4 separate regions of the Pan troglodytes genome follow, and regions 2, 3 and 4 are each linked to region 1. The links are chromatin contacts, called in public HiChIP or PLAC-seq maps. All regions are on one chromosome and are shown on one strand. Each heading gives the region's core, a stretch centred on a gene start, on an enhancer-like site or on the middle of the called end of the contact. The rest is flanking DNA. Distances are from core to core; before and after follow the strand shown.

Region 1 (7,465 bases), core at 1,591-4,090:
GAGACCATGGTACAATAAAGCAGGAAATTTAAAGATGGGGTAATTTTGAGGCAGAGAGCAGGATAGGAAAGGTATGAGGGAGTATCTGAGAGGAAGGCTTTGGGCACAGAGAGGAGAGGAAGGGAAGGCAAGAGGCAGGGTAAGTGAAGGGCCCTCATAACGAAGGCACTCACTTAACAATTCTGCCTGGGGCAGCTAGTTTAGTCCCATAGCCTAGGTCTCCTTTCAGGCTTCCCATACTCACCCACCCACCTATGAAGACCTTCACAATCAGAAAACATGCGGCTCTATTCTGGACCTCTCCAAGCAAGCACTCTGCAATTCTTTGAAGCTCTCTACAATTCCAGGGGTTTTGCTGCAACCTAATCCATAGAAAGGGCTAAATTTGTCTCTGTGCACTCCACAAAATTACAGCAAACTGTCAGGGAAACAGACCCAAATCCTTTTATTTCCTTACCACCCCCTGCTAGGAAACGGCAGAGAAAGTCCCTGGGTGCTTTTTGTTGCTGGGTAGCTAAAATGTGCAACTTTTAGAAATGTTCAAGTAGAAACAAGAGGCCTGAACTCACTACCCCAAAAAGAACCAGTCCCAGTTCGGTAGTCCGTGCCTCTCCAAGTCACAAAGTTTCAAGTTCCAATCAAATCAGAATATCTTACTCAAAACCGTGGCTACCCACCACTTTTAAACATTTTCACAAATGGAGAAGGGGCAAAGAAAGAAAACAATTTCTTCTTCCTGTATTTGTAGCAGTGTTTAATTGCAGGGAGGTGGGTGACTGCTCCCGGGAATCATGCACAACACTGGCAAAAAACTGCCTGTGGAATGATCGGATATGACATCCATTCATGTGTCCCCTCATTATCTTTATTAGTCCTGAAGACAGATGACATGCTGACACGGAAAGTGGTCTCCAATCCCTTGCATTTCCCCTCACAAAACATACATGACCAATGCAAGGTATTGTAATAGAAAACCGAAAATAAAATAACCTGGTAAGAGTGCGGTACAAAAAAAGAATATGAAGAGCCGTATTGACAACTATTCTCACAGATGTATATACGTACAGCAAACAGCCCAAATTAAAGGAGAATCCAAATAAATACATTCCGTGTTCAGACTGCTGTGGATAATTATTGATCCTGCAGTTGCAGCATTGTTTACCTCACACTGAACAGCAACTTAGAGAACCCCCTACCCAGACAGCCACCATCTTTACTTTCTATGGAAATGCGGGTGCCCACTGAGGAAGAGGATGAGATGGGATGAGAAGGGGAAGAAAAATAACATGGTCTTTGAACCAACGTTTTCCCCTTGTCCTGGAGAACTCTTTGTCTGGCTGCTGAACACGTTTGCCAGATCAAGGAAAAGAATCAAAACAAACAAACAAACAAACAAACAAAAAGAGTAGGCGTCCCAGCCTAATTACAATAGGTTCCCAACACATTGCAGTCCCAAGCAGAGCATCATTTGAATCTTGTGTTAAAGCATTTGCTCTCTCGGTTCCCCAATAAAACATGCCTCGCACACCTTCTCCCTTGCATTTCTACAAAGGTTCCCCCAAAACGGCCCGCTCTGTGTCACTCCTTTAAAAATGAGGACGTGGGACACGAACACACTGAAATATATGTTGACGGTGACTTATTATCCTGACGATGATATATACATACAAATAAATCCCTCTACCCCGCACCCCCACTGACCAGTCCATTACGCACAGGGAGCGCTTTCCAGCTGAAGAGGAGAGGGTGCAGGAAACGTTATTTACGTGCACATTACAGAACCATATACCACGGCATCTGCATCCTACACAAAGCCCGAGATGGTGCAAGAAGATACACGCTGAGCATGGCACAGACCAGCCGCGGCAACACGGAGCCAAGCCCTCGTCCAATCAGATCGTTGTTAGAAGGTGGACCTCAGGGTCGGCCGTGCCCGATTAGCCTTCCCTATTATGACACCACGCTCTGCCCAACATCCATATCCCACCGAGAGCAAATCCAATTCGTGTGGTTGCTTATTTCTCAAACTGCCGAACCCTTTCTTTTATCTGCATCCCTGCTATTCGTTCCTCAAAAAGCCACCAGAAGGCCTCGGTGCCCCCTTTCCGCCTCGATTTCTCTTTTTACCTCTTCCCATTCCTCGAAAGGATTAAATGTTTATCTCTCCAACGCGCAAGCTGGAAAGGCGGAAGGCGAATGCCTCTATGCTGCTCCGGCAAGCGCCCGCGGGGCTGCGAAAAGTAAAGGCAACGAACAACGTGGGGGAAATCGTCGCGAATCGATCGGCCACAATAGTTGGAATCCCAGGAGCGCTCCAACTTACCCAAAATATGACATTGAAGCCAAATATGAAGTATTTGATGCAACAACTGACTTCAGGACCCTTGTAGTGCTTCCCGGACATCCTCTGGGTTCATGAAGACACTTGCCCCGGCAGCCCGAGTTTGGAGCTCCGAAGCACCGTTGCTCGGAGCAGCCCGGCGGGGAGCAGGAGCTCAGGGACACCGCACGGGGCCGCGGCGCTGGCGGCCTGGGCTCAGCCGCGCGGGGACCGACCGGCGGAGAGCGGCTCCCGCACCTCCAGCCCCTCGCGCGCCGAGGCCGCCGGAGCCGGGGTGGCCGCGAGAAAGCAGGGAAGCCGCGCGCTGCAAGCCCAACCCTCGCCGACGCTAGCCCCGAACACAAAGCGAGCGCCCGCGTCCGTGCGCCAGGCGGTCTGTCCGTCGGTTCGTCCCCGGGCTTCGGGCAAAGGCGGCCGCGGCAGATGCTGGTGGAGACGCCGCTCGCTTGCTCGCCCGCCCGTTCGCGCGCGCCCTCCCACCCCTCGCTCCGCCCGCCTCTCGCTCCGCCCGCCTCTCGCTCCGCCCGCCCGGCCGGCTGCTCCTCCGCCCGCGCCGCCCGCAGCTCCGCCCGCCGCCCAAGCCTTGGCTAGGCGCGCGCGCGCACGGGGCCGGGCGCTCCCGGGCGGCGGTGGCACCACGTAGCCGCCTCCTTCCACCGCTCGCTTTATCCCCGCCCCTTCTCGGGCCAACCCCAAGCGCCGCTGACCCCGAACGTCGCTGCGGGGTAGGTAGGGGGTGGGAGGGTGGAGGACCGCAGGCGAGAGGGAGAAGGAAGGGCGCCCGGGGAGCAGGCTGGCAGAGTGACCGGGATTGATGAGCGGCGCAGCTCTGGAGGGACGCGGGCGAGAGGGTCGCTCCTCGGGGAGAGGGCTGGGTGAGTGAGGACCTGCGAGCCACCCCCGACACCCCTTCCAGGGTAGCCACACTGGCGCCCCCTTCTCCACCTAGAGAAGATGTGATGCCACTGGACAGGGAAGGAAAGTCGTCGTGGACTTCGCTGAGTGGAAAAGGGGGTAGTTGGGGAAGGTGGAGAAAAGAGCCACGGGAAGTGGGAGGAAAGGATGAAGGGATGGGACGTTGCAAAGGAAAGCTTCCTGAATCCCTGTGTGACTCTAACCCAACCTCCCCACCTACCGGAGAAATGGGTTTTATCCTAGAAATGGGGACGAGGAAAAAGAGATGGCTCAAGGGAGTCCTGGCCCGGGATGCGATCCTCGCCCTAGGGTCTATTGCAACCACACAAACCCGGACAGCGCACGCTCCCCGCTACCCCGACAGAATAGTGCCTAAGAAACCTGCTTGCCTCCTAACTCTAGGAAGGAATCCACAACGGATTCCAGGGAGGTCTTCTGGGGAATCTGAATTGGGTTTTTGGATCACGAACCATTAAGCTTTTGAACTCTGGGGAAGAATAGAACAGGTGGCTGGAAATTGTTTTAGAACCCTACCTGAGCAGGTGTGCTCATTAGTTGCTTATCCGCCCTCCTCCTGGAGCACTTTCATAGGTGTTGGCAAAGCAGGTACCAATATTTCACGGAAGGAGAAGGAAGAACCGCCCAGGACTGTGTATAAATGTCTATGGGAATATTTTTAAGGATTCAAAAGACTAGAAGGAGGTGAGATCAAAAAATTTTTCCAGCACCACCCAGTGCAACCCGATCCTGGACACAGAAATCTAAAAGATGATATTTAAATACTTGAGTTTGAGAGCCTCTAGTTATAAGGTTTCCTACGTAACAACCTCTCACTTTTCTCAAAAACTGGCTAGTTGACAACCAGCAGTCAAGTTTTGGCTAGTCAAGAAGCTACTGTTGCCTGCAATAAACCACATTTAGAGATAGTCCTGGGCTTCAGCAGGATTGAGGCTATATTGAGGTCACAAGTATGAACGAGGTACCCACAGAGATGGGAGGGCCAGGAGATCCTACTCATTCGGTACCTCAGAAGCTATGACACGGGATAACAGTGGCTTCAGCCCTTTGGATGAAATAATCCTCACTCCTTCAAAAGTGCTCTCCACCCACTCAAAACACAGGCCATACTACCACCAATCTGGTAGGCTTCAAAAGTAAGGTCTTTCAGCAGCAGATTTCCTTGTTAACAGGAAGGCACTGACAAGCTTTACCTAAGCCTATTGGAGCTATGTTGTAATTCTGTATATAAATAGAACAGTCGCTGCAGGAATACCGGATGAGTCAGAAGAAAGGTCTGTCCTAAGCTGATGTGACACATTTCAAAAGGACCAGAAATTAGATGCAATTGATGACTGAGTTGATCTCTAAGTGGATTTATCTTTGAAATAAAAATCAGTGGATATCCCATATACCCCACCCCACACCCTCCCCCATTGTCAACATCCCCAACCAAAGTAGCACATTTGCTACAAATAGTGAACCTACATTGACAGATCATTATCACCCAAAGTCCATAGTTTACATTAGGGTTCACTCTTGGGGCTGTATATTCTATAGGGTTGGACAAATATAGAATAACATGAAACCACCCTCATAGTATCATAGTATCATACAGAGTATTTTCACTGCACTAAAAGTCATCTGTACACCACCTATTTATCCCTTCCTCCCCCCAGTCTCTGGCAACCACTGAAGTTTTACTGTATCCCTGTCTCCTTAGTTTTGCCTTTTCCGGAATGCCATATATAAGGAATCATACAGTATGCAGTCTTTCTTTCAATTTTGCTGTGAAACTAAAACTGCTAAGAAAATAAAGTCTTGAAAAATCAATGGAGAAGGGAAAGGTAAGATAACTAATCAGTAATTTGGAGGGGGGGTGGAAAAACTAATTGAATTATCTCATTTCATATATCCAAAATAAGTTCTATAAGGATTAAGGAGTTAAATATATTTTAAAGCAGACCAGAAGAAAAAATATTTGTCAAACCTCTGTATAGAAGTATTTCTCAACTTAGAGGCAATAGAAGGAAATAATCAATGGATATGATTGGGTAATATCTTAAACACTTCTACATGTCCAGCTTTTTTTAGTGTAAGCTAAACCAGAAAAAAAATTGGCAGCAAACATGAAAAATAAAAACCTGAATGTCTATATTATAAGTAGGGCTCATAGAGCTATAGTAAAATATAGAATCGCAGTGATTGAGCATAAACAGAAAATAAATCATATAAGAAATAAAGTATATGGGGAAATTAATCTAGTAATCAATGAAGTATACATTAAAACTAATAAAGATACAAAAATAATGAGCACTGGTTAGCACATACATTGTTGGTGTCCTTATGAAACAATATGTCCATTTGGAAAGCATTTTGGCTGTATATATCAGGTCAGAGTGCTCCTACATTTTGACTCAGCAGTCCCTCTTCTGGGAATCTACCCAAAGAAATACCCCAGCAGATGGAAAAAGTTATATACTGCAAGATGTATATCATAGCATTATTTATATTGAAGACTTGGCCAGAAATTAAAGATCAAAGAGTAGGGGTGATATCCAATTCCTTGTAGTTACTTGGACCACAATGTTCCTTCACATTCTGTGCCTCTGCACATGTCATTTAGAGTTTCTGCCTGGGGCATTCTCCTTGTCTCTTGTCTGTGAGCTGATTTCTCTTATTCTTCACTACTTTTGTTCAATGTCTCGGAGGCTCCTTCTTTATTCCCTCAACACCCGCTGTGTTCTTCCATCCCAGCACAGCACTTAAAGGCTGCCTGTAAGAACTTGTTTACCTACCTGTCTCCTCAATCTGCTGTGACTCCTTCTAGGGTGTGACCTAACCCTTGGTAATCTTAGAATCACCAGAGCTCTGCAGATATGGCAGGTGCTTGATAAATATTTATTAAAGGAATGAATGAGTCATTTGCTCACACTTTTTACAGCTCTTGAAGATACTGCTTATAGAGTATGTGGCAATATATGGATACATTATAATGTTAAATTTTAAAGGCACTATATATGGAATTATCTCCAAGTAATATTGTTAAATTTTTAAAACAAGGAACAAAAACAGTGTACACGGTAGGCTATCATTTTTGAAAAGATAAGATCTGTTGGCAAAAGAATATCCATACACATATTTCCTTGTTAATGGGTAGGCTATCTATGGAAGAAAACGAAATAAACTGGTAACAGCGAGTTAGGGTGGAATGGGGGGCAAACTGGGGGACTAAAGATACTGATAGGAAGGAGACCTGTTTTATTTTTAAATAACCCCTGTAGTTTATTTTTGAAATTTGTACCATGTATATGATACACATGTTTTGAAAAATAAAGCAGTCTACAAAATGGTATGCAATTGTATGAAAAAAAGTTAGGAGTTAATTTTTGCCAAATAAGAACAGTTATAAGACTGGGTGATTTTGTTTTCATGTTTCTGGTTTGCAATTTTTAAGTGTGGTTATATTGCTTTTACAATTAAGAAGATAAAATTATACATAAAGATGTAAGAAAGTAACTAAATAATCATATTTATTTCACGCAACTCCTTCACAACTCAATAAATGCTGATCTATTTTAAGGAGAAAAGGAGAAAAATTTTCTGTCTGAATACTGCTAAGGCCACCTCCCTTATAACTCTGAGGTTGAAAAATGGTTAATAAGTTTACTGACAAGTTAATCAGCTCTTCAAGTGGCAGTGAAAACAGGTAAAGCGTGTTCTTCTAATAGTTGCCTGGCTGAGGAGCAAGATATGACAACAGCGTTTTAACCTAAGACACCAAACTTAACGAGCTTGTCTGTCTCCACCTGTGCTTTATTGTTCCTGCCCACCTTCCTGCCTCCCTCCTCTTGGGCTCTGTCATTGTCTGCCTCTCTGCTCCTCTCTGTTTTTCTTTTGCTTCTCTGTAGCCGCCCTGCTGGTTGCCTCCACACCCCTCCTGCCGCCTTCCTCTCAGAACCCTAGCAGCTGTGTTCAGCGTCCCCCTCTTAAAGCAGCCACATGCTCTGGGAAGACTGGCCCTCTGGGTCACATCTGGCAGTCCCATTCCTCTTGCTAATGTGTGGTTCAGGAATGGGCAGGTGGCCCAATTCTGGTCAACAAGCCATGAGAAGAATCTGCTAGAGGTTTCCTTGCATCTAAGAAATGGTCTCTTTCGCCCTTGGACTTGGTTGGGTTTGGATGTGATGCCTGGATCCTCTACAGCCTGAT
Region 2 (7,465 bases), core at 2,163-4,662, 500 kb before region 1:
TCACTTTAGCTGAATCTCAAAGAATAAATACAAATTAGCCAAGTGAAGAAAGAAAACAGTGTACTGGACAAATGTATCAGCAGATACAGAGGCACAGAGGTAAGTGAGCATGAACTTAGGAAAACTGTAAAGTTGAAATTGCTGAAATGTAGGTCAGGTGGAGGTGGAGGTGTGGGAGATGAGGTCAGGGCCCAGAACATGAAGAACATTATAAACAACATTAAGGAGTTTAGACATTAACCTTGATATTACAAAGGATTTTTTTTTCACAAATAATGTAATATATCTTAGAAAGATCACTCTTGCCACAAGATAGAAGATGGATTGAAGACTGAAATAAGGAAAAACAAGTAATATTTTATATGTTTAATTCAAAATAGAAATAATGAGAGCTTGAACTAAGTCAAGGACAGCTAAATGGAAAAGAGGAACTAATCAAACAGGCACTGAGAAGATAGAATCATTAGGTGTTAATGATGAACAGGAGTAGTCAAGGAGAAAAGAGTCTAGAATAATTCCAAAACTTAAAAAGTTTATTATAGAATAATAGGGAATTTTTAAAAAGGGACCAGTATTGCTGGAAAAAAATTTTAAAAGGGACCAGTATTGCTGGAAAAAATTATGAGCTCAGACACTTAAAACTTCAGATACCGGAGACCATCTAGGTAGAGATGTTCAAAAAAGTAACTGGTTATGACTCAAGGACATCAACAGCAACAAAAAAAGAATTAAAAAGAAGAGAAAAACAAACAAAAGTGATTGGCAGTGTTGAAAGCCGAAAGATTAGGAGAAAGCTCACCTTAGAGACATAAATCACCTGTATCTCTTAAGATTTCCTTCTGGGAGTCATCAGAATCAGAATATGGATAGCAAATGAGAAAGTACACACGAGAAAAGTAACAAGCAAAGGATTGGAAGTACAGTATATAAACATTTAAAGATGTGTCAAATGAGGACTAAGCTCTGATTTTTTTTTATTTTGCCCAAATTCCTATCTAAGGGATCTAGGGAGTCACGCCCTACAAACTATACATTCTTATCAGATGGATTTTATTTAATCCTATATATAGTGGCTTACTTTCCAATCTGACTCTGGCATAACATTATGAGACAAGGAAAAAAAATCAAAATGTTTTACCTAAAAATATATTTCCTTGCTATACCTTGAAATTGCCCTGCAAAGTGTCTTGTGGGAAAAATCAACACTCTATAGAGAATACCCTTTCCCCTTCGTTTTCCTTCCTTTCCAGATCCAGGAGATAATCAACTAAGAGCCAGGCACTCTTTTAGGTCTGATAAGAAGCATTTTACAACCTGCTCCCTCTCTCTGAAGTCTGCTATCTGAGAGTTTCCTCTGCACAACAAAACTTGGTCTCCACAATCCTGTATCTTAACCTGAACATTTCTTTTGATGCCAGTCTTCAGATAGACTCAACCAATTGTCAACCAGAAAATGTTTAAATTTACCTATAGCCTGGAAGCCCCCACTTTGAGTTGTCCCACCTTTCTGAACAAAGCCAATGTATTTATTAAGTGTACTTGATTAATAACTCATGCCTCCCTGAAATACATAAAGCCAAGCTGTACCCCAACCACCTTGGGCACATGTTCTCAGGACCTCCTGAGGGCTGTGTCACAGGCCATGGTCACTCATATTTGGCTCGGAATAAATCTCTTAAAATATTTTACAGAGTTTGACTCTTTTCATCAACAAGAAACATAAAAACATTTAAAGAAGGCCATGAAGGACTGCTTGGAGAGGGGGAGAAGATGATGCCCTGATTCGGCATTTAACAAATGTTTATTAGGTCCCAATCATGTTCCAGACACTCTTCCAAGACAGTAGTTGGGGAAAAAAAAAACAGGAGAAAATGATGTTACATTTTGGAAAGAAGTGTTTCCAAGAATAAAGTGGTCAGTTATGTCAAAATTAAGGATTGCAAAGTGTCATAGGGGGTCATTGTTAGCCATTGTTAGGGGAATTAATGCTTATAATGCCCAACTCCATTAAAATAAAGATAGAATAAGCTGCAAGAATAGTGACACCAGATGCTGTGAAGCAGTACAATTCAACATGTGAAACACTGACAGAAGTCAAATTTGTACTCCACCCCAAGAAACCTAAACCTTTCCTTATCTGATCAGTTATGTAACAGAATAATGGATCCTGGCATTTGCTTGAAAATACATAGTGTAGGTATGGGGAAAATGTAGGTTAAGAAAAACTATCATTTGGACGGTATTAAGCTCCAGAAAATCATCAGAATAGAAAAAGTAGAAAGCAAAATTGATGTATTTATTTTTGACTAAGTCACTAACTGCAAACAAACGAGGAGAGCAAATATTATTTAAATTATCCATCCCCACTCCACTGGTCAAAAATATAATTTTTCTTTACAGAATGTGGAGAAAAGGGGCTCCCCTGAAGTGTGTTAAAAGAGATGAGGACGGTCAGAAAAATCTGTCTGAAAAAAAAACGGAACTATCTTTAAATAATACTGCAAAATAGAAATATAAGCTACATCTTAGTAAATAAATGTCTCTGGTTAATGGGAGGAAAGATGTGAGGCAGGCAGGATTACAAAGCAATGAGACAGCGGGAGGTAAAGGCACAGGATTTGGAGACTAATATATTATGTCAACACAGCCAGGAAATCAAAATCCTAGACCTAAACTGCACAATCAAAAGTAGGATGTAGACAACTATTGTGGAATCAAAAGTCCTAGCCATATGCTCACCAGCCTTTTGAAATGGGACAAGTGATACTATCAGTCTCATCTGTAAAATAAAAGTATAGTGTTTTCCCTGCCTACTTCATGTTTTGTTATGTTTACAAAATGGTACTATTCCGCTCTATGTTTAACTCACAAGCACGCAGAAGCGGAGCAGGCTGAAGATAGGATGCCTGTCACAGGAGCTCTGCCTCTTCCTACATCTTACCTGTCGCCTGCTGCTTCAGGAAAGGTACCTGGTAGGATCCAGGACCCACATGGGCCTCAGTGCTGCCACCTTCAGCCAATTTGAGCAGGCGGGGAGCCCGATCATACATAGTGCTCGGGGTGGTGGGGGCGCTGGGGAAGGGCAGGTGCCGAAAACGATAAAAACAAGGCGGCTAGAGGTGTGGAGAAAAAGGAAGCCGACACCAGTCTGAGGAGGCCGGGACAGAACTTCCGTAAACAGGGAAATTAGGGGTGGGGTTGTCTCCCCGCCCGCTCATTGATACCAGATTTCCTCAAATCGATTTCTAGCTCTGTGGTAAAGTAGAGGGGTGAGCGACTAGAGATTAGACGTCCCACACAATCATCAGTTTGCCAGGTGCACGCCACCAAAATTGGGCATTAGGGATTAGACGCTCGCCCCGGTGCTTCCGGCCCTGACTCCGCCCACTTCTCTCCGCCCGGAAGCCTGGGGAGGAGGCGGGCCCAGTCTCTGGGGAGGAGGCGGGCCCAGTCTCTAGGGAGCGAAGTGGGGGTGCCTTCCTGGGCCGAGCCCTCGGAGCATGCGCACCGAGCCGCCACCCTTTCCCGGCTCTTTTTACCCGGAACCCGGCGCGCCTTGAAGAAGGCAGGCCTAAACCTCGTAGCTCTTGGGGTCCCGGTAACTACTTAGGTCCCGAACTTTTTTAAGTGTGCAGAAGAACCTTAGAAAACGCGTTAGGAAGGGTGAGGACTAACTTGACCTTGATCTGCTTCCCGATTCAACAGAACCTAGTAAAGAAAAATGCAGTAGCATGAAGCAGAGAGCTTGGGGTTCCGCAAGCTCTCCCCCGCTTCTACTGCAGCCCCACTCGTACTCACAGAGAAAAGGCACCTCTGATCTTAACCTGTAGATAGTCCAAACTGCTAAGACAAACCCAGGGCTCAGGGCAGTGACAAGAAATGGAGAACCCAGAAAAAAAAATCACAAAGAAGATAAGGGTAAAAAAGAAAAAAAAAAGAAATGAGGACACCAGGCAAGGAGGCAAAAAGCTCACCAACTGAAGCCGTGGAAGTGACTGAAAGCTGCCTCTTTTGTCGGATGCCAGGTAACCACAATACTGATTCATCAATATTTATAAAGCAAAGCGAAGGCACTGAAAAAGCCCAGTCCACCCCACCAAACCAATGGTTCTGAACCTTGGGCAAAAGAAACCTAGCTTGTCCTTGGGGCTTAAGGAATCTACGTCAGAATCCACCTCTGCTTCTCGCAGGCTGTTTTTTCTAGCAAGAATTCTGTCCAGATTCTAAATATCCTCAGAGGCTTAGACAAATCCTACCTTGATCATACCTCACCTCCAAATGGTCTACAGTACGTTAATTTGTTCCTACTACAAGTTTTTATAGTTTTCATACTCTGTAATACACGATTTGCCACTCAATCCTGTGCAACATTTACTGTGGCTTCATTGTGCCATATATGTCGGAACCCTCTCCTTGCGAGGCTATATGCTTCTCAAGGATGTATCTGTAATACCTTTTTTTCTGTTCAATAGCTAGCTAAATTATTTATGCACTTAAAAAACACGAATTGGCATATACTGTAGGTTCCATCCCTGCTAAGTTATGAGGATACAAAGGCATAAGAAAGTCCCTGCCCTCAGGTGTTCTCTCTCTAATGGGGAAAGAGACGTATAATCCAATGGCTGGCCATTGATGGCCAGCTGATCAATGGCCAGATCCTACCTAAATATTACACACTGAAGTGCAACCTATATACTCTTCATAATTTGGTAATAATTGGTCTCTCAAAATTCTGCATTCTTAACAAAAAAAAATCTTTCTTTTAAAAGTTTCTATGAGGCCAGGTGCAGTGGTTCACACCTGTAATCCTTAATCCTAGCACTTTGGGAGGCCCAGGCAGGAGGATTGCTTGAGGCCAGAAGTTCAAGACCAGCCGGGGCAACATAGGGAGATTCCACCTGCACACACACAAAAATTTTTTTTTAATTAAAAATTAGCCAAGTAGGAATTTGAGATTACAGCAAGCTATGATGGTACCACCGTACTCCAGCCTGGAAGACAAAGCAAGACCCTGTCTTAAAAGAAAATTGTTTATGAGAACACTTGGACACAGGAGGGGGAACATCACACACTGGGGCCTGTCCTGGGGTGGGGGAAGGGGGGAGGGATAGCATTAGGAGATATACCTAAAGTAAATGACGAGTTAATGGGTGCAGCACACCAACATGGCACATGTATACATATGTAACAAACCTGCACGTTGTGCACATGTACCCTAGAACTTAAAGTATAATTAAAAAAAAAAAAGAAAATTGTTTGAATTTCCTTTTCAAACTATTCAAATAGTATGAAAATTTCTATTTCCTTGATGACTGTGGCTACTCTCTATATTTCCCAGCTATTATTTCCTCCTTATGGTTCAGTAATGAGAATGGTACACAGTATTTCAAGATTGGAAAATATTTTTTAATGAGAAAAATAAATCTTTTTCATTATCTCTCATTGTAAATATTTCTTCAATAGTCTGGAATTAGTATACTAAAAAAATAAATTTGTTAACACAGAATTATAATTACATATAAATATGAAATAATTTGGTTCAGCATTTCTCAATTCCTCCAAAAGTTTTAATGCTAATTAACCACACTATATAACCATTTTACTGTATTAGTAATTCCATAGATGGAATTTTTGTTTGAGCTAAGATTTATTGGAGTTCAAAATTTAGGTTCTTTCCATTTCTCCCTGCTGGCGTATACCAGAATAAACTTCAAAATGAAGCTTGAACAAGAATAAGGTCCAAGAAATTAAACTGATTCAATACTGAATATGTTGGCTGCAATGAAGAAGAGAAAAAGCATATTGGGTAAAAACTAAAGAAATCCAAATAAAGTATGGAGTTTAGTTAATAACAATGTATTAATATTGCTTCATTGTTTCTTCCTATTTGCTAATTCCATCTACACATACACACAAAAAATTTTTTTTTGAAGACAGGGTCTTGCTTTGTCTTTCAGGCTGGAATACCATGGTACCATTATAGTTCACTGTAATCTCAAACTCCTGCCTGCTATAGGAGCAAATAGCAGAAACTCTCTATGGGTTCTAGAATGGGTTTCTCTCTGTACTTTATATTTTTTCTAAAAATCTAAAACTTTTCTGAAATAAAATTTTACCTAAAAAACAGGCATGAATACCAGATGAAAATTACAACTAAGTCTTACATAACTTAAAAAAGAGATAATTCCAATGTTATTTAAAATATTCCATATTATAAAGAATTCCTTCCATTTTATTCATGAATGTATATAACTTTAATACTAAAACATGTTCAAGAATCCACCAAAAAAGAATAATACAATCAATCTCTACCATAAATATGTATCTAATAAATAAAATGAAACAATAGCAAACAGAATCTAGCAATGCTTTTGTATGATAATATATTAAGACCAAATAAGTAAATTCTCTACTTGCCTGGATAATTCAGTTTTAGAAAACCACTACATAATCTTCTACATTAAGAAATTATCAAAGAAAATAATATATGTTCATATCAATAGATGAAGAAAGGACAGTTGAGTGATCCTCCTACCTAGGCCTCCCAAAGTGAAAAAAAAAAAGAAAAAGCATTTGATAAAATTAAAGAGCAATTTGTAATGATAATTCTACATTTAATGGAATTTGAGGAATACTATTTTAATCTAATAAAAAAATACCTTAAAAATTAAAATCAATAAAGTATTATCCCAACCAGCAAATACTAAAACTATTTCAATTAAAATAAAAAATAAATAGAAATGCCTCTATCATTATTATTATTATCTAATAATGGTGTATCATGCTTGCTTCAACAGTACATATACTAAAATACTGGTGTGTCCATTGAATACAACAAAATTAAGTAAAATAACTGATATTAGTTGGAAAGAAAGATATAAAAATATCTCTTTTTGCCTATGATGTAATTGGATGCCAAAACAGTACAGGAAAATGTAATAAATTACCCTAGGATTATAAAAGAATTAAGTGCAGTGACCATATTAAAGTTAAATATATAAAAAACAGTAGTTTTTATCTATCCTAACAATTACCTAAAAAGGAAATTGGAAAAAAATCTCATTTTCAATAAAGACAAAAATAATGACGGAATTATGCAAAGGAAAGCCATAGAAACTAAACAAAGAAGATAGGAACAAATGGAAAGATATCAAAGTTAAATAGGAAAACAATATTAAAATATCAATTCTCCCAAAATTAATATATAATTCCGATTAGAATCCCTCTGATTTTTTGATATAATAATGTGGGGGAATAGAGAGTATGAAAAAAAGAATAGTGAAGAATAACTCTGATTTCCATGAATCAGAAGATACAGTGGCTATAAAGCCATTATAATCAAATCAATGTGGCATTGGCATAGAAAAAGACAAATAGATCAGGAGAACTAAAGAAAGAATCCAGAAATGTTTTCTAGTGTATGTATGTTAATTTGCTCGTGTGTGAGTCTGTGTGGTGTGTGTTT
Region 3 (7,465 bases), core at 3,286-5,785, 380 kb before region 1:
GGAAGAGACTTTTAAGAGAGATTGTTCTTACTCTCTTGTTTTGCATGATATGTACTCATAGCTATTTCTTTTGTTTTTTTTTTTTTTTTTGAGACGAAATCTCGCTCTGTCGCCCAGGCTGGAATGCACTGCCACGATCTCGGCTCACTGCAAGCTCTGCCTCCCAGGTTCACGCCATTCTCCTGCCTCAGCCTCCTGAGTAGCTGGGACTACAGGCGCCCGCCACCATGCCTGGCTTATTTTTGTATTTTTAGTAGAGACGGGGTTTCACCATGTTAGCCAGGATAGTCTCGATCTCCTAACCTCGTAATCCACCTGCTTCAGCCTCCCAAAGTGCTGGGATTACAGGCATGAGCCACCGCGCCTGGCCCTTATAGCTGTTCTTTTATAGCATCTAGCACAGTGCTGAGCTCAGAAGAAATGTTCAATAACTACATGACTGATTTTAAAGTGGTATATCCCATCTAAAAACTGTATGTAATCTAGGTCTGTTGTTGCCTGAAGCATGTAGACATTAGTTTGAGGTGACAGCCTATGAAAACAATTTAGATTTTACAACATTTAGAAAATGGCTAAAATATTAAATAAATGGAGAGCGGGGGAGAAAGAGGTTACATTGAGGTTAAGACATTTCAGTTGTTCAACCTGGACTAACTTGATCTCACCAATGAAGTCTCTGAAAAATAAACAGTTTAGGCAGAAGGCTGTTCACTGCCAAATCATTTTCTATCACCGCAAAGTTCAATTAACTACTCCAGTGAAATTCCCTTAAATGATATTCAGAACATCATGGTGAACAGGAGGCAATCAGTTCCCTATTATACTTTTAAAGAACATTCTCTCCTCTCTTTCCACTTCTTGTTGTGTTGCCCCTCCTAATAGATTTCCTCTAAAGAATTTAAATCACCTTCTAACCTCTTTAAGCTTACATGCATCAATGAGGTAAGTTATAAGTCTTGCCAAAATGTACTGCTTCTGATCTTTTCTAAAAGACATTTTCCTTGATACTCCCCCATAACAGCTATTTAGTAATCATAAACCAATTTTCAACAGAAATTGTTATTCAAATAAATCTGTGATACTTTATAAATATGACATTTCCTAGACTGAAGTTGAAAACCTTTGCACTGGGCCAGAACTACCTTTGTTTTGTAGCAGGCCTGATAAAATCCTGACCATTGCCTAACATACAGTATGGGTATTAGTAGATCGATTTTGGAAGAGTCTCTTGACATCAGGGATGTCAAGAGATGTAGAGATAAGGTGTTGCTATCTTGTACTGGCTGCTCTCAGAATCCTGACCTCAAGTGATCCTCCCTCCTCGGCCTCCCTAAGTGCTGGAATTATAGGTGTGAGCCACCATACCTAGCAAATTTTTATTAAGCACTTGCTATGTGCTAGCACTATTTAGGCACGGGGGTTATAATGGTAAATACAGCAGACAAAAATTATTTCCCTAGGAGAACTTACATTTAAATGTGGGAGACAGTCCAAAAGCAAAATATATATTATCTTATTGATAACTGCTAAGGAAAAAAAATAAAGTATAGAAGTGGGGATATGAAATGGGAAGCAGTGTTGAAATTTTAGAAAAGATAACTAGGGAAAACATCATGCAGGTAACTTTTGAATAAAGACATAAAGGAAGAAAGTAAAGATATGAGACAGAAACATTATATTCTTATAATAGAACAAGAAAGGAGAGAGGAAGGGAGGTGGCATTGTGTGTGCAAGGAGTAGGCAATATACCAGTCTGGAAGTAATTCACTTCTGCATATAACAATCAGTATTGGTTCTCACTATGGTTACAACATCGGTGCATTAGGACTCAGTATATGCACTAAGCCTGAACAATCCTTTGGTTTTAATTGGCAGGAAGGCTAGGGAGATGGCTTCTAGATTGAAGTAGAACAAAAAAGGCACTTTAACTAGTGTCAGATGGGAGATGAGAAAGCCACTTCAGCTGCTTTTGCTAATTTCAACGCGTACATCCAAATAAATGATAGAAGATACTCTATGAAATTATTGTAATATGTAATTAGATAAGGAAGTAGGAAAAATAAAGCAAGTTAACTTGAGAATCTGAAAGAGATTAATGAGTGTTAAGGAGAGATGAACAAAAAATGATGAGCAGCAATGCAAAGGCCCAGGCTGGTCTTCTGGAGGAGTAATAAAATGAATGTGTAACATGGCCAGATGTGGGGGCAGTGAGGGGCCCTGAGGGTGGGGTCTGCATTGGTGTATTATGGGTTGAATTGTGTACCCCTCCCTGATTCTTTATTTTTATTTTTATTTTTTTTGAGACAGGGTCTTGCTCTGTGGCCCAGGCTGGAGTGCAGTGGTGCGATCTCAGCTCACTGCAACCTCCGCCTCCCGGGTTCAAGCGATTCTCCTGCCTCAGCCTCCCAAGTAGCTGGGATTACAGACACGTGCCACCATGCCCAGCTAATTTATTTATTTTATTTATTTTTTAGTAGAAATGGGTTTTTGCCATGTTGGCCAGGCTGATCTCCAGCTCCTGACTTAAGTGATCTGCCCTCCTGAGCCTCCCAAAGTGTTAGGATTACAGGCGTGAGCCACTGTGCCTGGCCCTGGCTAATTTTTTGTATTTTTAGAGATGGGGTTTCGTCATGTTGGCCAGGCTGGCCCGATTCATATGTAGAAGTCCTAAGCCTTAGTACCTTAGAATGTGACCTGATTTGGAAATAGGGTCATTGCAGATATAATTAACGTCCATGAGGTCATACTGGAGGATGGTTCGCCCCTAATCCGTTATGACTGTTGTTCTTATTAAAAAGGGAAATTTGAACACACAAGCACACTGGGAGAACAGCTATGTTCAGATTGGAGTTACGCTACCATATGCCAAGAAACTATCAGAAGCTAGGAGAGGCATGGACGAGATCCTTCCCCAGTGCCCTCAGAGGGAGTACAGCCCTGCCTACACCTTGATTGCAAACTTCTGGCCTCCAGAATTGTGAGATAATAATTTGTTGTTTTAAGTCACCCAATTTGTGGTATGTTACGGCAGCCCTAGGGAACTAATGTAGTGCGATTATTTTAAGAGGCAAACAAGAAGAACATCCTAAGAGTGAGGTGCCTGATAGTCTCGTGCATCAGAAAAGTCCCATATATTTGACTTCAGCAGTTAAATTGTATTTTCCTGTTTTACCAAACCTTTTTAATTATCGTTTCTTGCTGTAGAAAAATCACATAAAATCTGCTCTTTGCTTAACAAATTACAGGGTCGCTTCTGATTTGTGTGCTCGAAATACTAGTCACCAAGCAGAAACTGATGACTGTGAGAACAGGCGACTAATTAAAAAACAAACAAAAAAAGCCCTTTCTCAACATTGGATTGACCGAGTGAAAGTTGACAGGGGAAAGACACCTCGATTCAGCTATCTTTCTCCAACAGGTTGTACTGCTGACTGCACCGTCTCCCCTGAAGGACTGCGGTCGCTGTAGCCTTGGAGAGCGACCAGATTCCTCACCCCACTCAGGAGGAGCCAGGGCAAGATTAGGGTGCAGAGAAATCGGTTTCCTCCAGCCTCCTACCCCAGGGCAGAGGACCGAAGCCAGCCCCGGCCTCACGTGCATGCCCAGCCGGGAGGACGCCCTCAGTGGGAGAGCCCTGCTCAGGTCCTCCCCGAGGCCGAGGTGGTGGTGGTGGGAGCGGGCGGCGGCCCCGGGATCACAGGACCTCCGCCAGGTTAGCTTTGGCAGTGCCGCAGCCAACCCAGCAGGACGCTTATTTTCAAGCCTGGGGAACGTAGTTCCTCCCGCTTTCACAGAGAGCAGGATGGAGCCCGACGGCACCCCGGTTAAAGGGCCTTTCCAGCGCCCTCCGGGGAACGGAAGGCCGCGCTCCTCCGGGAGGGAGAACGACACACTCTTCGAGGAAATCCTGGGGCGGGCGCTCTCCTCGCTGCCGGGACCTTTGTTTCTAAGCTGGCCACAGCTAGAGCAGACTTAAGTGTCCCAATGACACGCCTGCTATCGAGCGCCCTCCCGGCGGCCCCTCCTCAGCCAGCTGCCAGCGGGCGTCCGCAGGTGTCCCCAAGAGGCGCAGGCCTAGTCGCCTACACGTCCTTTCCAACTTCGTGTCGGGGCGTCAGCTTTGGCTTCCCACCACCCCTCCCGGCTCTGCGGCGGCCCAGCCTCTTCTCCGGTTAATTCCGGCCTGTGCGGCCCGGTCGTCCCGTAAAGAAGGCAGGCCCGGGTTCCGGGTGAGGGGTTGGTGGGTCAGGGTGGGAAAGCAAGGCAGCGGTGAGTCCTCTGCTAGCAGATCGGGCTCAATATCACCATTCCCTGCTTTCTCCGGGCCCGCCCTCCGCCTCTCAGACGGCCGCCATGAAGATCCTCCGCCGCGGCTGCAGCCGGTCTGCAAACACACGCCCACCCGCACGCTTAGCCTCGCTCGCCACAGAGGGAGGGGTGGAAAAGGCACTGGGCATGCTCGTTGGGGAGGGCGGGGCGCTCGTGGGCCGCGAGTCGGGGCCGGAGCTCTTCAGGCCGGCTCCCGCGCCTCCGCCGCCCGCCCGCTCGGAGCCGCGCCCGCCGCAGGCTGCGCCCGCCAGCCCCGCCCCGCCCCGCCCCGCCCCGCCCCCCGCCGCTCGTCCCCGCCGCGGCCGCGCCGCCTGCAGCAACACCAGCTGCTCCTCCCCGGCGGCCGCCCCCCGCGGGTCCCTCCCTGGCTGCGGGAGAGACGGAGGTAGAGGGAGGACACAGAGCCGCGCCGCCCGCACCGGAGACCTTCGCCTCGCCCCGCCGGTTCCTCACCCTCGGGGAGCAACATGGGTAAGTCATCCTTCCTCCGCCGTCATCGCCTGACATTTTTTTCTTTCTCGGCGTGCTGCAGGGTGGGAAGCATTTCTCGCGCAAAGTTGCCGGATTTCTCCAGTCCCCGGGTGTGAGACAGTGGCTGTTCCTCCGGGGAGAGTCGGCGCACGCGGAACGCACGCCGGGTGCCGGGGCTGGGAGGGTCCCGAGCGCGGGCTGGGGTGGGGTCGGCCGCGGGCCGGACCGCCGCCCGGCTCCCCGGCACCTCGCAGCCTCGCCTCCCCTCCTCCATTCTTCCTGCCGGTGCCCGGGCACCACGGAGCCTGCCTCGCGGGCTCTCATCTGCAGCTCCATCCCCGTTTCTCCAGAGGCCGCCCGCTTCCTTTTCCCCCGCGTCTACTGAGCTCGAGGCTCGGGTCCGACCACGACCACTTCGTGTAACTTCCTTCTCTGTCAGTGCGACCTTTCCCCGTCGTGGAGACTCCTTATCCTGGGCGGGGAAGTGGAAGCAAGTAGTTTGTGAGGGAGATCTTACAACCTGCACGGAAATTATTTTCCAAGGGGGAGAGCGGACAGCCTCATAGGTTGAAAGGATGACTTGTCAGAGGCCACGAGGAACGTGAGGCAGGATAGAGCCGCTAGCTGTTGAATTAGTGCTGGGTGACTACAGTGTGCAATATTCCTGTGCCCAGCCTATTTTCTGGATTCCTTCGTCCGTCTTCTGTAGCAGGAAACTGCGCCCTGTAACGTTGTTACCGAACTTACATGGTAGTTATTCTTTCCCAGCTTCCCCCTGTCTAATCTGCATAATCTGATTTTAGTTCCTTTGTATTTATAGTTAATCTGAAGAGATTGGTTTGGATGAGAGATTTAAGAGCAAATATGTTTTATAAAACGATATATACATTTGACCTAATTTTTTTACATCATCTATTGCTTAACTGTTACATTCAGTAATCACAGAAATGTCTGATGAATGCTGTCATGTAATTAAGAGCTCAAAGTTTCTTTTAATAGTAGCGACTTGTACTAAGTTCCCCAGTTTGCTTCCACTCCTGTCTGTCATAATTTCCTCTTTTTAAAATTTGCTCCCTTGGCATCTGTCAGCTGGGACTTTTCCCACCCCTTCTGTGCGAGTTATTTAAAGCTTGAGATGAATGTGGTCCTTTCATCTGTTAATACAGTGCTCAACACGTTCAGAGTTAGGTGGTGCAACTCAGAATCTTCAAGAAGTATCTAAACCTGGGAATGGTGTCCATAGAGTTTTCTGGAACAGCAAATGCTTCAGGCTTTGATCCCGACCTTTGGCCATATATCTGGAAGAGGCCAGGGTTGACGGAGGAGGTGGTATGAATCAAAAAAGGTCTAGGGCTCTGAATTTTATTTTCAGTTAAGTTGTTTTTTCTTTTTAACTTGAGTACTCGTTATGCTGAACAAATTTCTGTAAAAATTGGGTGGCCCATTTATGCGTGTCTCCCTTTCTCTTAAAGTAGATTTTTAAATAGGTATTATATCAGATTATTGGACAAGCTGTATATTTCCGTCGAACATACACACGTTTATGTGTGTTCCCTTTGAACATACACAGATAAAATATACTTTGAAATAAAATTCCTTTGAACATACATACACAGATAAATGTGTGTATGTTCAAAGGAAATATACAGTATGTCCAATAACCCTATCTGATATTGGACTGTAAGTTCAAGTTTGGCTTGCAAAATATATTTTCCCATGTTTCCAGGTGAGCCTTAAACAATCCATTTAACATTTTAGCTTACATGTTAAATCTGTACTTTTTCAGTGGAAAAAATCCAATTCCGTTACAACACTGGTGAATAAAAATACCTAAAAGAAACGAAATTATCTACTTAAAAATAATCTTCAAAATCTTGAATGCTATTGCTTGATTTTTAAAAAGGACCAAATAGAAACCTATCTCTCATTTTGAAGCCATCTCTGATACTCTTTGGTTAATCTGTCTCTTCATAAGCACTGTTTGTACCTTGTTAGAAGCTTTTTAGCACTTACATAATCTACCATATAATAGAGTTGTTTATGTGTGTGCTGTGCATTTAATCATGAGTCCCAGAAGATGAAAAGTGTCTTATTATTTTTTGTGTTCCCCACAGTGCTTTTCAAATAGAAATTCAGTAGATCTTTGGCAAATTGTTGAACTTAAAGCCACCTATTATTTTCAACTTTTGAACCTGAAGATATAGTCTTCATCTGAACAAACATTTGGATTGGTACATATTATCTAGTTGGGGGATAAGCAGAAACAGAAAGGTATAATTGTACCATGCCTCCCAGTACACTGTAGGTAGGTTTTGAGTCAACCTCAGGCAATCTATTTCCTTCTAAACTCTCTTCAATGGTAAGGCAGTTTCATGTATGATCAGTAGGTACATATGATAATTTAAAATTGAAACCTTGGGTAACAGTTTTATATCTGAGCCAAGGAAGTTAGTATAACAATTCGTGTACACATAAGAAGGTAGAAGGTATACTGGTTAATGATGAGGGGAGGGAGAAGTGCTTTTTAATTTGTCTCAAGAAATAAATAAGGTTGATTTTTAAAGATAGTCTCAGCCGGGCGCGCACTTTGGGAGGCCGAGGCGGGCGGATCACCTGAGGTCAGGAGTTGGAGACCAGCCTGACTAACATAGTAAAACCCTGTCTC
Region 4 (7,465 bases), core at 1,769-4,268, 280 kb after region 1:
ACCAGATGTAATGCTTTTTACTGACACTAGTGTAGTGGAGTAGGAACAGATCTAGACAAAAGTGGACATCAGAACCTGTCAAGGGGTTTAAAATGTATATTTTACACACTTATCCTTCATTAGTGTTATATAACATTAATGTCCTAAAGTCAGTTAACTGTAGCAACAACTTATGAGTTTTTCAGTCAATTTAATTCCCAGGAACATAAATGAAAACTGGTGCCAATAAAAAAACAAGTAAGCAAGCAGAGAAGCTGCCTTGAATTTTGACAAGGTAAGGATAGTTTACACCAACGCAATGAAAAATAAGCCTTTGTGTAGTCTATAAGAGTTTTTGAAATAGTTTTATAAAAGTCTTTAAAAGTGCCGGGTGAGGTGGCTCACGCCTGTAATCCCAGCACTTTGGGAGGCTGAGGCGGGAGGATCACTTGAGGTCAGGAGTTTCAGACCAGCCTGGCCAACATGGTGGAACCCCGTCTCTACTAAAAATACAAAAATTAGCCAGGCACGGTTGTGCGCACCTGTAATCCCAGCTACTCAGGAGGCTGAAGCAGGAGAATCGCTTGAACCCGGAGGCGGAGGTTGCAGTGAGCCGAGATCACACCACTGCACTCCAGCCTGGGCGACAAAGCAAGACTCCATCTCAAAAAAAAAAAAGTCTTTAAAAGTCAAAGCAAACTGGTAAACCATTAGCAAAACCACAAGCTACCATGAAAAGATACACAAAAGTATCTGGCAACCAAGGTCTAGAGCTGGTTCCAGAGTGTGAAAGGTTTTCTGATTGCTAATAAACCCCATTATGCACACAAGATATCTTCACTTAGCTGTGTCGTTTCTAAAAAGGCAACAGGGCCCAGAAGTTTCAGTGAGCCAGTCCTGGCAAACCCAAATTATGAAAAATATACCCTCTGCTTAAAGATTAACTACAAACCTACCCTGGGACCAGCTTGCTTCAGTTAAGTTTAAAATGGTGCCTAAATTGAAATGAAAGTCTGTAGCATAGATAAAGAGAAAAAAAAAGTCAAATGGAAAAGTAAATTTAAAAGTTTCTATTTCCAATAAACTGCGTCTCAGAAATCTTCCAGGAGATAAAGACTCGGAAGAACAGAGGGATTGAGACCCATTCGCATTCTCTGAGGCGTGCGCACTGCGCGGAAAGGATGAATGAATGGAAGACGAGCGCGTGTGAAATGCAGCAGGTCCGGCCGGCAAGCCGACCGGCTACAGCGATCTGTAGGCCTCGCTCCTCCCCCTTCCCTCCTCCATGACAGCCCAGTCCCAAGCATGGAGGGGCGAGGACAATGTGATACCCCTTCTCACCACCACCATCCCTCATTCTACTTGGAGAGCTTCACCGTGACACACGAGTGTTCCTTCCCACCCCAAACCTTTCTCGCTTCCCCTGGCGCAAACACCGGCAACTCTCCGGCGCGCTGGATTAACAGGCGCTCGCCCCTCTCAACTCCCCTAAGCGAGGTCGAAGCTCCTCCGCGCGTGCCGCGGCACCACTCCCGCCTAACCCACCCTCCGGCAACACTCGCCCACCAGCTCCCCAGTCCACCGGTCTAAGGAAGACGTGCGCGCGCTCCGCACCCGAGCCCCGGAGCTGGGGTTCTGCAGGGAGGGAAAGGCTGCTCCAGGGCTCCCTCCTCCATCTCACTCCAGGCCGGCTCGCCGCCCACCCTGCCTGCGGATCCCAGTACTCGCTGGGAGCCGGCCCCGCGCCTTCCTATCATGAAGACACCATCCCCGCATACCCAGCCCAGAACCCCAGCTACCCTCCACCCTGTAGACACCTCGCGGTTCCGCAGGAGGCGCCACGCCGCCCCTCCCCCACACCGCTCCCCCAGTTCTCGGGCCCCCACCAGAAAGTGTGCGCTACACGCCGCCTCGGCCAGCCTCCGGGACGTCCCCACTTGTCCGCGGGAGGTCAGGTCCAACATGAGGGGGAGGGGGCGGCAAGGGGTACAGTGCGCGCCGGGAACGCCGTCCCGCGGAGTCCCCCAGTCAGAAGGAAGACAGAGCGCGGGGACCCGTGGGGGTGGGGGCCAAAGGCAATACTCACCGGTTCGACAGTCGCCATCTTAGATCGATCTGATCGCACAACCGCTCCAGAAGGGGGGGTAAGAGGAAAAAAATGAGATTCAAACCGGATTGGCCAGCTTCTGGCCACGTGACGGATATGTCCGTTTGGCCCTGGCGGCGCCTGCGCAAGACTGCGGCTGCGTGAGTAACGAGAGGCTTCTGGGAAGTGGAGTCTCTCCCCCACCTTTTTTTTTTTTAAGGTAAAGAAATTTTTTTTAAAAAGGACTGGTCACGTGGCCGATGGGTAGGGTGCGCGGTTCTCAACGCGGCGGACACTCGCTTGCTGGAGGGTGGTTTCAGTCCTCTGCTCTTCCGCCTGGATAGCTGCGGTCACACTTACTGCCAGGCAAGCCTACTCTGCCCTTTGTCGCCCTGTCCTCCCATCTTCCCCGGAAGGTTGGGAACTGCAGGCTCAGCACACACAATAAGGCTTCATTTGCTTAGTTGAGGTCCCAGGACAAGTTGCCTGTGTGTTTATTTAGTTTTCTTTTGATCTCCCACCATTTTCTCTTAGTTTCAAAAAGAGGCGGCGATGCAGAGTCGTTTAGGCAATCAGCCCTCCCACGTCCCCTGGCTCAGCTAATGCTGGTGGTCATTCGTTGCCATTTCTGCGAAAGGGGACGGACGGAACCGCCCGCAGTACTCGCTTGCCACCGGCTGGACGAGGGGGAGGGACGACAGCTTTTACTGTCCCAAATCCTGAGATTAAGACCTCAGGGCTAAATCTTGCGTGGCGGTAAAAATTATTTGGAAGTTCTGTGCAACCGTTCCAATATTCCGCTTTTACGTGCACGGAAATAGCCTAAGTCCAGATGCCAGCCAGGGAAGCCACTCCGGGCCCCGCTGACTAAGCCCTGGACTGATGGTCTGGAGTCTTTAGGCCGGGTCAACTATGACTCTTGACGTTGACTCATTCTCCTTAGGCGAGTGACTTAATCGCTCGGCGTCTCAGCTTTTTTATTTATGAACCAAAGGTGATGATACACTTACCTCACAAGGGTGTGCTTTGTAATGACTGTAACCGGCTTTGAAAATGCATCGGACTCTAGAAATGATTCATAATAAGCAGCTGCGTGCCTTCCTAAAGATCAAGTGCTTCTGCTTTTTTTTTTTTTAGCAAAGTTTAAATTTTTTTCTGTTTACTTTGTTTGATTATGATGTACACCAGTGTAGTTTTAAATGTTCAAGACCTTTTTTTTTCCTTTACAACTGCAGCTGCCCTCAATAGAGGCTTTAACGTTCATGAAATTATTGTTATGCTCACAACAATCACTGGCAATCAGAAATTTGTCCCCACACTGGCATCCTACATTTCCTTTCCCTCTAAGATACTGTGCTATCATTTCTCAAGACCATGTTTTTTGCACAGTTTGGCTACTAATAACAACAAATAGAGATGAAGAAATCTAGTAGACTCCTAAGGTTCTAATGAAGAAGACACTGTCTCATTACTATTTCCCATGCTTTTAAATAATGTTGACACCAGGAAAAGGAGTGTATGCAGGCTGCCTGTGCCTGTCTGCTTATAGTGTTAATGAGGTCCAGAGCTGTGTCATACCTATTATTGAGTACATAATGGATGCTTGAGTTGACTAACACATAATTGAGGCTGTATGAGAACTCAAAGCCATTGCCTGTTCATATGTTTTGGTTTACCTGAATATCAGAAGTGATTAATGAAAGCTTTTGTCTAGTGGGCTTAGCTCTACTAGGTTTTAAAGTAGATAGAATTAACAAGCCAGGCGCAGTGGCCCACGCCTGTAATCCCAGCCCTTTGGGAGGCCAAGGTGGGCGGATCACCTGAGGTCAGGAGTTCGAGACCAGCCTGACCAACATGGTGAAACCCTGTCTCTACTAAAAATACAAAAATTAGCCAGGCATAGTGGCACCTGCCTGTAGTCTCAGCTACTCAGGAGGCTGAGGCAGGAGAATCACTTGAACCTGGGAGGTGGAGGTTGCAGTGAGCCAAGATCCCGCCACTGCACTCCAGTCTGGGCGACACAGCGAGACTCCATTTCCAAAAAAAAAACATAATGATAATAAACGGATAAGTGGATTTCTACTTACAGAGACTATCTACTGTTACTTAGACTATCCAAAATAATTCTGTTGACCGCGTTGTTATTTTCTGCTGGTTAGAAGTGGTGTCAGGTTACCTTCTTTGAAGAGAAAAAGACAGCATAGATGTCCTATTTTCCCCTTCCCCACCCTTCCCCACCCTTCCTCTCCCTTCCCCACCCTTCCCCTCCCTTCCCTTCCCTTCTCTTCCCCTCTCTTCCCCTCCTCTCCCCTGTCCTCCCCTCCCCTCCCTCCCCTCCCCTCCCCTTCTCTCTCTCTCTCTCTTCCTTCCTTCCTTCCTTCCTTTCTTTTTGTCTTTTCAGGGTGTTGCTCTGTTACCCAGGCTGGAGTGCAGTGGCATGATTATGGCTCACTGCAGCCTTGACCTTCTGGGTTCAAGGGATCCTCCCACCTTAGCTTCCCAAGTAGCTAGGACTACAGGCATGGGCCACCATGCCTAGCTAATTTTTTTATATTTTGCAGAGACAGGAGCGTCTAGCTATGTTCCCCAGGCTGGTCTCGAACTCCTGGGCTCAAGCGGTCCCCCTACCTGGGCCTCCCAAAGTGCTGAGATTGCAGGCATGAGCCACCATTCCTGGCCAGATGTCCTATTTTCATGAAGCTGTTATATAACAGCAAAAAATCAATGAGATTGGCAAGAAAATACCTATAGGACTGAAAGCCAGTGAGGTTCTTAAAACTTTTTTTAAACAACAGTTTCCATTTTTATTAAATTTTCTGTTAATCAAAAAACTCGGGCCGGGCGCGGTGGCTCATGCCTGTAATCCCAGCACTTTGGGAAGCCAAGATGGGCGGATCACGAGGTCAGCAGATCGAGACCATCCTGGCTAACACGGTGAAACCCCGTCTCTACTAAAAATACAAAAATTAGCTGGGCGTGGTGGCAGGCGCCTGTAGTCCCAGCTACGCGGCAGGCTGAGGCAGGAGAAAGGAGTGAACCCAGGAGGTGGAGCTTGCAGTGAGCGGACATCGCGCCACTGCACTCCCTCAGTCTCAAAAAAAAAAAAAAAAAAACTCCCTCTTGTCAACCAAGACTCATACTTTTACAATACTTATGGATGCTCTATTCTTTATGGTTTAGTTTCTTTCCATTTTTTACATAGTTTTCAACAATTTTTCTTCATAATTTTCAAGCACAGAGTTTCAGGAAAATCTCCATTTTTGTATATACTTTGTTGCATGTGTTTTATGACCATTAATGTGTCTTTGCCTATTTGAGATTCTACCATTTCAAAGATTTAACGATTAGATTTTTATGTATGTGTGTATGTGGTTGTTTTGTTTTGTTTTTGCCAATCCTAAATATATAGAGCTGAAATTTTATGTTTTATTTCTCTATTTAGTCTCTATTATTCTTTATTGCTCTTCAAAGGACTTGTAATTCCAAGTTCATTTACAGAACTGACCAGAAACCATCCAACAAGTACTAAGTTAGTAATGGGAACTATGTAACCAGTGGAGGATATTTAAAGGACACGGGAAGTACAGGCACTTCCTTCCCCGACTGTAAAATCTGGTTGGCGTACTAAGTCATAGAAATATAAATAGTTCAGTACCCATATAAAGAGGTGTGACTAAGAACCAAAAGGATGCAGTTAACAAGCACCATAACCAGCACACATTCACATAATGAATGAGAGAATCATATACTTCCTTCCCTCATTTCATCCAGGCCTCTGTTCCAATGTGATCTCCTGAAGGAGGGCTTCCTTGACCACCCTATCTAAATTACTGTTTCCATTACTTTTTATCCCCTCACTCTGCTTTGGTTTTCTTTAGGCCACTTCATAACCCTAACTCTAAACTTGATGTTAAACATTATTTAATTAGTTGTTGATTGACTCTACTACTAAAATATTAGCTCATTGATGATTTGTAGATAGATTGCTATCAAATATTTGGGGAAAACTCAAATGTAATTTTTTTTTTCCCCTGAGATGCAGTCTCACTCTGTTGCCCAGATCTTGGCTCACTGCAACCTCTGCCTCCTGGGTTCAAGCGATCCTCCTGCCTCAGCCTCCCAAATAGCTGGGACTACAGGTGTGTGCCACCACACCTGGCTAACTTTTGTATTTTTAGTAGAGATGGCCAACCTGGTCTCGAACTCCTGACTTCGTGATCTGCCCACCTTGGCCTGCCAAAGTGCTGGGATTACAGGCCTGAGCCACTGTGAACCCTTATTTTAATTTTACAGTTTGAGAGACACCAATTCCCATTACCTACTCAGGACATTGCTTAAAAACATGGGATGTATGCAAACATGACCAAGGAATTTTGAATATTAAAAGATTGGAGCAGAATTGGAATTTAAAAAATTATTTTATTATTCTAGTTAGTTTTTTGTTTACTCTCTCCTTGGTGATTTTTATGAGACTGAGGCACTACCTACTGGCTAAAAAGGCACCTTGATTTTTAAAAGAAAATCAAGAAAAAGAAAAAGTAAAGAAAAAAATTTTTAAGGGAAACCTCTTCTGCTATTCTAATATATCCGTGTGCCAACATTTTATGCTTTTACAATTATAGGGTGCAAAGAGTTTTTGTTTGTTTGTTTAGAGACAGGGTATTCCTGTACTACTAGGCTGGAGTGCAGTGGCACAATCCTGGCTTACTGCAGCCTCTAACTCTGGGGCTCAAGCGATCCTCCCACCTCAGCCTCCTGAATGATGGCTAAGACTACAAACATGTGCCACCATGCCCAGCTCATTTTTTTATTTTTTGTAGAGAAAAGATCTTGTTATGTTGCCCAGGCTAGTCTCGAACTCCTGGGCTCAAGTGATCCTCTGGCTTTGGCCTCCTAAAACTCTGAGATTATATGTATGAGTCACCCCTAGCCTGCACAAACAATTTTGAATTCTACATTTTTTTCCACATGACATCGTATTGCAAACATTTTGGACATTGCCTATAGATGGGATAACAGTTTTTAAATTTTTTTTTTTTGGAAAAATTTTAAACTTACAGAATACTTGTAATAGTAACTCTTCTTCTAAGCCCTTCTAAATTCACCAATTATTAATTTGTTGCATTGCCTCTCTTAATCTCATTACTTCTGAACCATTTGAGAGGAAGTTGCAGGCATGATGATCCTTTACCTCTAAATACTTCAGCATGTTCCTCCTATGAATAAAGACGTTTTCTTACAGCACCGTAATACAAATAATGAAATCATGAAATGTAATAGTAGTTTTATCTAAAATAAAAACCATAAAATCAATATTCGTATTTTGCCAGTTTCTTCACTCATTTTGACAGAAATACTACAAAAATAATATTGTATTCTTCCTGGTGCATCACATCATCG

The links. HiChIP or PLAC-seq counts read pairs in DNA pulled down with a chosen protein or histone mark.
Region 2: a contact with region 1 is called in an H3K4me3 HiChIP or PLAC-seq map of stem cell-derived excitatory neurons, with 8 times the contacts expected there. The contact joins the promoter of STPG2 here to the promoter of TSPAN5 in region 1. A contact is called at or near these places in 1 of 7 Hi-C or Micro-C datasets (stem cell-derived neural progenitor cells) and 1 of 1 datasets of contacts at active chromatin or transcription factors (stem cell-derived excitatory neurons).
Region 3: a contact with region 1 is called in an H3K4me3 HiChIP or PLAC-seq map of stem cell-derived excitatory neurons, with 3 times the contacts expected there. The contact joins the promoter of RAP1GDS1 here to the promoter of TSPAN5 in region 1. A contact is called at or near these places in 1 of 7 Hi-C or Micro-C datasets (stem cell-derived neural progenitor cells) and 1 of 1 datasets of contacts at active chromatin or transcription factors (stem cell-derived excitatory neurons).
Region 4: an H3K4me3 HiChIP or PLAC-seq map of stem cell-derived excitatory neurons shows a contact between it and region 1, with 4 times the contacts expected there. The contact joins the promoter of EIF4E here to the promoter of TSPAN5 in region 1. A contact is called at or near these places in 1 of 7 Hi-C or Micro-C datasets (stem cell-derived neural progenitor cells) and 1 of 1 datasets of contacts at active chromatin or transcription factors (stem cell-derived excitatory neurons).

The regions. Positions count from the first base shown.
Region 1 is chr3:100,085,697-100,093,161 of NHGRI_mPanTro3-v2.0_pri, forward strand. TSPAN5 (tetraspanin 5) reads right to left here and starts at 2,841. Exons shown (of 8, transcript XM_001165628.8): 1 at 2,324-2,841. The coding sequence starts at 2,404.
Region 2 is chr3:99,586,148-99,593,612 of NHGRI_mPanTro3-v2.0_pri, forward strand. STPG2 (sperm tail PG-rich repeat containing 2) reads right to left here and starts at 3,413. Exons shown (of 14, transcript XM_054683204.2): 1 at 2,942-3,413. The coding sequence starts at 3,050.
Region 3 is chr3:99,702,013-99,709,477 of NHGRI_mPanTro3-v2.0_pri, forward strand. It overlaps RAP1GDS1 (Rap1 GTPase-GDP dissociation stimulator 1), which reads left to right and starts at 4,536. Exons shown (of 15, transcript XM_054683209.2): 1 at 4,536-4,800. The coding sequence starts at 4,797.
Region 4 is chr3:100,361,030-100,368,494 of NHGRI_mPanTro3-v2.0_pri, forward strand. It overlaps EIF4E (eukaryotic translation initiation factor 4E), which reads right to left and starts at 3,019. Exons shown (of 7, transcript NM_001246470.1): 1 at 2,066-3,019. The coding sequence starts at 2,083. LOC104006140 (a long non-coding RNA gene) reads left to right here and starts at 2,351. Exons shown (of 7, transcript XR_008547570.2): 1 at 2,351-2,431.